Linked DNA regions of Ovis aries: region 2 is linked to region 1. The links are chromatin contacts, called in public Hi-C maps. All regions are on one chromosome and are shown on one strand. The core of a region is the stretch at or near the end of the contact, and the rest is flanking DNA. Distances in the headings are between cores, read along the strand shown.

Region 1 (4,346 bases), core at 839-3,338:
CAACCTAGATTTAAAGAATTCTAGATTCTAGAATTTTCCGAAATCATTTTAGTTCTATATGTAAATCTACTTGTTGGCTACTTGGTCAGAACATAATGGTAGTGAATTACAGTGAAGGGGAAACATCAATTTTGTATTACACTAGCTATTCCAATGAGGTCGATAAGAGTCAGACACGACTGAGCGACTTCACTTTCACTTTTCACTTTCATGGATTGGAGAGGGAAATGGCAACCCACTCCAGTATTCTTGCCTGGAGAATCCCAGGGACAGGGGAGCCTGGTGGGCTGCCGTCTATGGGGTTGCACAGAGTCGGAAACGACTGAAGCGACTTAGCAGCAGCAGCTATTCCAAAAGAGAAAGGATCAGTCATGCCTGTAAGATCGATCCCTAAGGATAAGACTGTGTTACTTATCTTGTATCTTCTGCTCAGCACTGTGTCTGGCACATGGACAAGTGCCAGAAAGTTTTACTCAAAAAAAGTTTTCTGAATGAATGAATAAATGTCTGATATAGAAATAGGGAGACTGGCTTTTCTTTCTTACTTCACCTCTGGCTCTCATATAATTCTAAAACAAATCACAAGACTGGTAGGAGTGATATGAATGTACTTCCCAACTCAAAAGTTTTTTTCCTATAGGTCACTTTCGTAAGACAATATTGAGGGCAGCAAATAAGTGCCAGAATAGCCGCTTTATGCAGATAATAAAATGGAACGGGAACTCAGAAATATACATGGAACATTACACTAAAAAGCAGCTTCTGAATTTTACCTATAGAAAATAAAGATTTAATTCAAACTGCCAAGAAACATTTGGCAACCTATGGTAGTTGTACCTTAAGGTGGCGCTTTGTTGGCTGCATATATTGTCCTAAAGTCAAACAGTCCACATCTGCCTCACGAAGAGCTATAGGAAGAAAAGCACACATTACATGAGCAGATTTTTTTTTTACAGTGCTATCTGTATGCATTGCTGTAAAGAGTAGCTTTTAATTATTATTTGAACTTATTACTCTTCGAACCAATAGATAACTGCAAGTTCGCCAAGGGCCTTCAGGTAAAATAAAAGCTTTTATATTTTAAAATTTAAGAAGCTCAAGAATTGCAAAGCAAACAGATTTAATAGACTAAAAGTCAAAAGCACACCATGCTATGTAACAATGCTGTAAGTAAGCACTTTCTCAAAGGCCTGGATTCATCTTAGTCATCTTTGAGCTGTCAGTGGTTGACAGAGCTCCTGGTACCTGGCTAGCACTCAAAAATTGTCTTGACTGGACAAGAAAAGCAGACAAAATCATGTTTTTAGTTGATGAAAGGGTAAGGAATAAAATGGAATGCAAATTCCACATTCTAAGCATCCTGTACATCATTCCATAAAGTTTTAAGAAAACATTCTTCCTTTCCTTTCTATGCTGCTGTTTATAACCACATCCTAAATTTTTGTTCTCACTAGCACTTTCACTGAGACTATGGAGAAAGCATACCAGGTCTTCCAAAGTGGGATTCCTGCTATCACTCAAGTTAAATGGAAAAGAGTTTTCATTTTTCAATTTCTTTACCTTTCATCGTGGCATATACTTGGTCATCATTCTCACCTAAACCCAACATAATAGATGTTTTAGAAATAACATCAGGTCGAACCTCCTTGGCATGTTTTAGTACGCGTAGAGACTGGTCAAAATTGGCCCGGGGATCACGAACTTTCCTTGAAAACAGCAGAGCTGTTGTCAGCAAGAATAACCACAAACTCAACTAAGTACATAATTATGCAAGCAAGCTGAAACACCAGGAAGGTACATTCTGGACATCACGCTGCATCATATGGGTCAATGGCAGCATTTGTGCACAAATGTCTAACTGTTACTTTGGGAAAGAAAATAAGGCTTCACTAGGCCCCCAGTTCTGTTGACTTTTCAGGCCTTTCAAGCCTGGGGCAGGGAAAATGAGAACAGAAGTCATGAATGAAGTAATTCAGTTTATGAATTACTTATTGAGAAACCAGGATTCTTCAGCCGGAGAATGAGTGGTTATAAGGGTAACTGAGAGAAGGGGGAAACATGGAAGAAAATTTCGATACTGAACAAAGAAAAAACTGTTTAACCTGAACCATTTCAGAGGACTGAAACTTCTATGTTCATTTCTTTTCTAAAGACTAAGCTGCCCTCTGCTGGTAACTCACAGCATTGACATTTCTTAGGTTTAAAAAAAAAAAAAAGCACTATTCTGGAATTTTCACTGGAAAGGATAATGTTTTTTAAATGAAAACAGAGAAACTGGCACCCACTGGTGGTGGGATCATAAGATATGACAAGGCTGGAACAGGCTGTGTGCTTGACTTCAACAGGGGACAAACCACCAAGTTTTAAATGGATAAAGGCCCAAAGGACACAGTTGCTGACGTTAAATTGCATTGATTTGAACTCTAATGTACCTTTATTCTGTGTAACTGATCTGTTGTTATGGTTGCTATTTTTAATCAGAGACCAGTTCACACAGGAGGAGAGGGAACAAATTTATGAATTTAAAAGTAACCACAATACTGATAATAAGGAAAATACTTTTTGAAAGTATTTATCCACTGAATTTAAATTATGCTCCCTAATACAGTTATGATTTAGTAGAAATGCTGGTTGTTGTTTATCATACTTCTGACACAGAATAACGTGTAGAACCTAATAAAATCACTACCAAATGCTTTACTAAAATAATGAAAATGAATGTATAATCTTGCCTGAAATTTTTTATTTTTCTGAAATACGAATAGTTATTGATACAGAATAACAATCTATAATTATTCTTAACTACTAAAATTACTAGGAAGAGTAAGAAAGCACAGTACCTACTTTTTTAAAAGAGACTTAAAATACATCTGAATGATACCATTTTTTTTCAGCATCACTTACTGTATATATTATTGTCAAATGCATTGTTATATGTCCTTTTTTAGAACTACAATCAATTGCTCTTTTGTAATATGTTTCTTTTTGAAAATTGTTCTTTGGGAAAAAAACCCAGCTCATCAGCACTTGCAATACTTTACCAAAAAAAGGAAAGAAAAAAAGATGCTAGTTATGTTTGTATGCGTATACCAAAACATATACACACATGCATAAATATGTAAGTATATAGACACTGAGATGTAAGTAACTGATATTACCAGGTGGAAATATGGATGATGTCTACACTCTTTTTGTTGTCTATATTTTCTAATATTTCTGTACTAGACATATATATATTTTTTAAAAAACACAGTTTTGTTTAAAGAGAGTTCACTTTATAAAATTACAATCTTCTCCCCTGAAAGAAAGTATAGCAGATTTGACCCTCCAAACTTCCCAACATTACTCCATACATGAAATCACCTCTGTAATTCTGGAACTGTTTCTACATTATGTGCGTATACATCTAATCCTGACAGGGCAACTTTCTCTATCGCTTTAAGATCTCCTCGGAAATCAGGGGTGAGACATTCCACAAGAATTTTTGGATTCCTATAGTGAAAAAGAGATAGGTATCACACTGAGGAAAAGAATTGACGAAACTTGCTCAAAATAGAAATCATCAGTATGCATTCAGCATCAGTTTCAGCACAGTAAGCTTCAGAATCTTGCCAAGAACAGCACCAACAGACAAATGCTTATATATGAACTGTTAAATGAAAACAGTGACAACCTAGAACATCAGATAATATATACACTGTGGTTAAAACACATCTGCTTGCAAATAATGATCAGAATAAATTTTGGGATGACATAAACTTTTAAACTTTATTAAAAGGTGTTTGAAGAAATTAAAATATTAAATATTAAATAAAAAATAACATATTTTTATGAAAGTAAATTGGGGTACCTCTTATGTGAATATAAAGTGATTGCCTTAATTTTGATTTCTTTTAAAATTCATGAATAATGCCCTCCTCTTGGTAAAATATTTCACAAGTGTTCTGGGCTTTAAAACCTGTCTTCTGAGTTGCTGAGTCATGAGCTTTGCTTAAATGAAATACAAGCTAAACATTTATCTATTTATACTATGCATTCAAGCATTAAAGTATGAACTAGGTAATAGAGCTGTTCCCTTTGATAAGCAGTAGAAATGACTGAGAAACTAATAGACTTTTTCACAAACCAAATTGCAACTTTTTTTTTTGGAGTTGTTTTATGAGAGAACAGATGTAGAAAGCACCACATTGTACCCTCTCTTGGATTCAAGAGATGTTGAAAGAACACATCCTATAGCTCACTGTTTAATTGCAAGGAGGGACGCACTGGTAGTTTGTGAAATCAGTTTTATGGGTGGAACAGCAAACTTTTTTTAAATGAACTATTAAAAAAACAAATAGAAAATA
Region 2 (4,346 bases), core at 1,230-3,729, 430 kb before region 1:
GAATTTTTGCAGTGGTCTTGTACTTGGTTATCTTACTTCTACATTTGCATCTCATTATTTTCAGCCTAGCAGCTAAAGTTACTCTTTCATTTACATATATTAAAAAATTATGTAGAGCTTAGTATGTCAAGCCTTTGACTGTGTGGATCACAACAAACTATGGAACATTCTGAGAGAGATGGGAATAGCAGACCCTCTGACCTTCCTCTTGAGAAACATGTATGCAGGTCAGGAAGCAACAGTTAGAACTAGACATGGAACAACAGACTGGTTCCAAATAGGAAAAGGAGTACATCAAGGCTGTATATTGTCACCCTGCTTATTTAACTTCTATGCAGAGTACATCATGAGAAACGCTGGACTGGAGGAAACACAAGCTGGAATCAAGATTGGCGGGATAAATATCAGTAACCTCAGACATGCAGATGACACCACCCTTATGGCAGAAAGTGAAGAGGAGCTAAAAGCCTCTTGATGAAAGTGAAAGAGGAGAGTGAAAAAGTTGGCTTACAGCTCAACATTCAGAAAACTGAGATCATGGTATCCGGTCCCATCACTTCATGGGAAATAGATGGGGAAACAGTGGAAACAGTATCAGACTTTATTTTCTTGGGCTCCAAAATCACTGCAGATGGTGATTGCAGCCATGAAATTAAAAGACACTTACTCCTTGGAAAGGAAGTTATGACCAACCTAGATAGCATATTCAAAAGCAGAGACATTACATGGCCAACAAAGGTCCATCTAGTCAAGGCTATGGTTTTTCCTGTGATCATGTATGCATGTGAGAGTTGGACTGTGAAGAAAGCTGAATACCAAAGAATTGATGCTTTTGAACTGTGGTGTTGGGGAAGACTCTTGAAAGTCGCTTGGAGTGCAAGGAAATTCAACTAGTCCATCCTAAAGGAGATCAGTCCTGGGTGTTCATTGGAAGGACTAATGCTGAAACTGAAACTCCAATACTTTGGTCACCTCATGCAAAGAGTTGACTCACTGGGAAAGACCCTGATGCTGGGAGGGACTTGGGGGCAGGAGGAGGGGAGACGACAGAGGATGAGATGGCTGGATGGCATCTCCGACTGGATGGACATGAGTTTGGGTAAACTCCGGGAGCTGGTGATGGACAGGGAGGCCTGGCGTGCTGCAATTCACGGGGTCGCAGAGTGGGACACGACTGAGCGACTGAACAGAACTGAACTGAACTAGCAAATCAGCAACTGCGGTGTATTAGATTCTGAGATAATTGCTTCCTTTTATATTACTTGAAAAACAATTCAGTGAGGGCAGCACCTATAATATTTTTAAGATCAAATAAAGGATGTGGAAAAGACCAATTAACATCCATCAAGAATAATTTAAATAATCAGATATCATTTTAAAGTACAGTAGCGATCAGTTTCAAGAACTGAAGACTATTTCAAATTATTTTCTCTTTCTAACTTCATCTTTGGAAATTATATATGTGCTCCAGAGGTTCATTTGCTTCAGTTTTTTATTTTAAACTGCTCAAACACCACTACACTGAGTTTTCCTTTGGCTGAAAGAAAAAGCTATCCTTTGGTATATTAAAAAAATTTTTAATGAGTTACTCCATATTCATAAGACTTAGCTTTCCAATTTGTAAACATGCTTATTTCTGAATTCCAGTCTCAGAAATCCTGATTGGGAGTGCAGTCCAGGAAATTTCTTCTATTCTTTGAGAACTACTCGACTCAGTGCAATTTACATATTTTGCAGTTTTCAAAATATTAATTTTAGAGATCTAAAGAGGAGAGGGCAAACTCTGGTGGCTGTCAAAAGAAACAAGAATGAGAAGCACACGTTGTGCCATGTTGCAAAACTTTTCCTCAGGTTGCAGATCTTCTGTCCCTAGGGAGGTTCATTATCACCGAGTAATTAACCATTTTTCAACCATTTCCATCCACGTCGTTTAGGATGAATCCCAAAAGTCAAGAACTCAACTCCGCGGCAAACGGTAATAAACTCCGTTCATCCAACTTGGCCCCAAAAGGCCGTGGGCGCCGGGTCGCTTCCCGCCAGCCAGGCTCCTCCTCTGCTCGCCTTTTGGGTCCGGTCCTCTCGAAGGCGCTCGGTGCGGCAGGTGTTGGCGCCAACCGGGTGGCGGCGCTGTTTGCCCCGCGCGCCGCCGCTTGAGGCCCGAGGGAGGCGGAGGCAAGGCCGGCGGAGGAAGGGGCGGGAGCGAGGCGCGCTCCCTGCTCTCGCGTGCTCTCGCACCGCTCGCGTGACCCGTCGGTGTGTGCGAGAGGCGCCGGCTGCCGGGAGTACGGACGGCCGCGCGCGCGCCGCTGCTAGGGGCGTCCGGGTCCGGGTCGGCGGACCCGGCCGGCGCGAGGTGCTGGCGGGCGGGCAGCCGGGGTCCGGGGCGGACACACGCGCACACGCTCCCGGAGGAGGCTTCTCCGAGGCTGCTTTTCCTCTGCCAGACGGAGAGCGGCAGTGTCTCCCCGCCCAGCTCTCACTCGCCCCGCGTCTCCCCCCGCGGCGACTGCTCCTCCTCGGCACCGCCAGCCCCAGCGCCGCTCCGGGGCGGGCGGCGGCGGCGGCGGGACCCGCGGAGCCGCTTTGTGTGCAGCCCGGAGAGGGGCGGCGGCTCCGCAACCACCTGACAGAGGCCCGGGCGCTCGATGCACCTTCCGCCCGCATGAGGAGGAGGTAAAGGCGGCGGCGGCTCGGCTCCCGCCCTCGGCTGGGGAGGGAGGGGACGGAAGGGGAGACCGGAGAGGGGGGGCGCAGGACTGAGGCCCGGCGGGGCTGCCTGGAGGTGCCGATAAGGCCTCGGCGGCACCGGACTGCGCCGAGTGGCCGGGGGCGAGAGAAGCCTTCGCGGTCCCTGAGCCGAAGTTGAAGGAACAAAATGTGAAGTGCGGAGCCGCGTCAGCCGCTTCCTGGCTTGGGGTTCGGGGTGGAGGGCAGCTTGTTTTCCCCTCCCGCGGGGTGAGGGACCGGGACACGGGAGGGGCGGGAGCGTGGCGGGGCCACCTGGGGTCCCGAAGCTTTGCCCGGCAAGGGCGTAGGTTCCCAGGAGCCGCCGCTGCGTGTAGGTCCCGTTGGGTCCCTAGTTTTGCGGCCTAAGCCGAGCCCTATAGGCCTCGCGTCTCCTTTCCCGGAGGGGACCGGCCGGGTGGGGATTCGAGGCTTCTCTCTGACCGAACCGGGGCCTTAGGGGGCTCGCTGGGCTCTCAAAGCCTCCAAACTTCGGACCTCGGTGCTTGGGGGTGGGATTTCATTGTGAAAGGAGGAATGGGAAACTCCTGGCTCTGCTCGGCGCTTCCCGCGGCCGCCGGTGCCGGGGAGCCCCGAGGGCCCGAGGTTGGCGGGGCCCGCGTGGGTGGGGGCGGCGAGGCGGCCACCAGGATCCAAGCCCCGGGAACGAGTGGGTAGGGGGGCCGCCGCCGAGCCCCGGGCCTCCCTGGAGAAAGGACCCTTTGCAGATTAGGATTTTTGAAATGAAAAAAGAGGTTACAAAGTCGCCCCTTTCCCGCTGAACTTTTGTTTTCTGACCGATAGAGGCCGGTAGAGGACTGTGAAAGAAAAGTTGTCCCCCAGGATGGACTTCACCGCGCAGCCCAAGCCTGCCACTGCCCTCTGTGGCGTCGTGAGTGCCGACGGGAAGATCGCTTACCCTCCGGGGGTAAAGGAGATCACCGACAAGATCACCACGGACGAAATGATCAAACGACTGAAGGTAAGTTTCTCTGGACAGAATATTCTCACTTCAGACGTTTGTGGTAGGAGGTGCTCTCTCCTGTGGTATTACTGCTCTGCTAGGCCTGGCCTTAAGTTTCACCTACCAGGTGTTGTTTTTTTTTTAAAGATATTTTATGTCTTTTCTTTTACCCCCTCTGAAAGGTATTGTTCTGTCTTGGCTGTATCTTTGACTAGTAATCTCTGTTAAGGCCATAATCATTATGGGAAATTAAAAGGGTATCTATGTGATATTTTTTAATTTTACTGTTTTTTTTTTTCCTCTAAGTATAAAAATTCGAATATTTTTAAGGTTTTTTTTGTCTAGAAATATTTTTGAGAATACTATTCAAAGTAGCTTGCAGATTTAAAGGTAGGCAATAATTTGCCTAGGAAGATTTTCATCAGCTTCTAGGAGACTGATTTAAGTGCAAAATGCATTTTAAAAATTATCACAACTTTCTAATATCCAAAAACTTAAATATGTAAGTAGTATGATTAAACTTTAACAGAAAGTACTGACTTTTCAAAAAGGCTTGAAGTAGAGTGATGGCTTATGTCCACATGTTCAAAGGGGTTTTAAGGGACAGTGATTATGGCTTATTTTATAAGGCGTCAGCTTATTTTTAAACATGGTGGTC

The links. Hi-C and Micro-C count contacts between places; a contact is called where the count stands out from the background.
Region 2: a contact with region 1 is called in a Hi-C map of liver, with 7 times the contacts expected there. The contact joins the promoter of PDS5A here to the enhancer-like site in region 1. A contact is called at or near these places in 7 of 16 Hi-C or Micro-C datasets (blood, liver, muscle and 1 more).

What each region holds. Positions count from the first base shown.
Region 1 is chr6:59,308,938-59,313,283 of ARS-UI_Ramb_v3.0, reverse strand. It overlaps LIAS (lipoic acid synthetase), which reads right to left. Exons shown (of 10, transcript XM_042251319.1): 7 at 1,561-1,706; 8 at 838-908; 9 at 1-4. Among named protein-coding and RNA genes, the nearest start is that of RPL9, 12 kb to the right of the region's middle. Within about 2 kb of position 2,088, at least 7 of the 54 cell types and tissues checked have an H3K27ac peak or open chromatin away from gene starts, as enhancers often do. A contact at or near this core is called in liver, where this site is marked.
Region 2 is chr6:59,740,849-59,745,194 of ARS-UI_Ramb_v3.0, reverse strand. PDS5A (PDS5 cohesin associated factor A) reads left to right here and starts at 2,479. Exons shown (of 33, transcript XM_015096447.3): 1 at 2,479-2,673; 2 at 3,529-3,706. The coding sequence starts at 3,569. It overlaps LOC101110238 (ATP-dependent RNA helicase DHX29-like), which reads right to left and starts at 3,248. Exons shown (of 6, transcript XM_042251084.2): 1 at 3,216-3,248; 2 at 2,481-3,089; 3 at 2,062-2,437. The coding sequence starts at 3,248.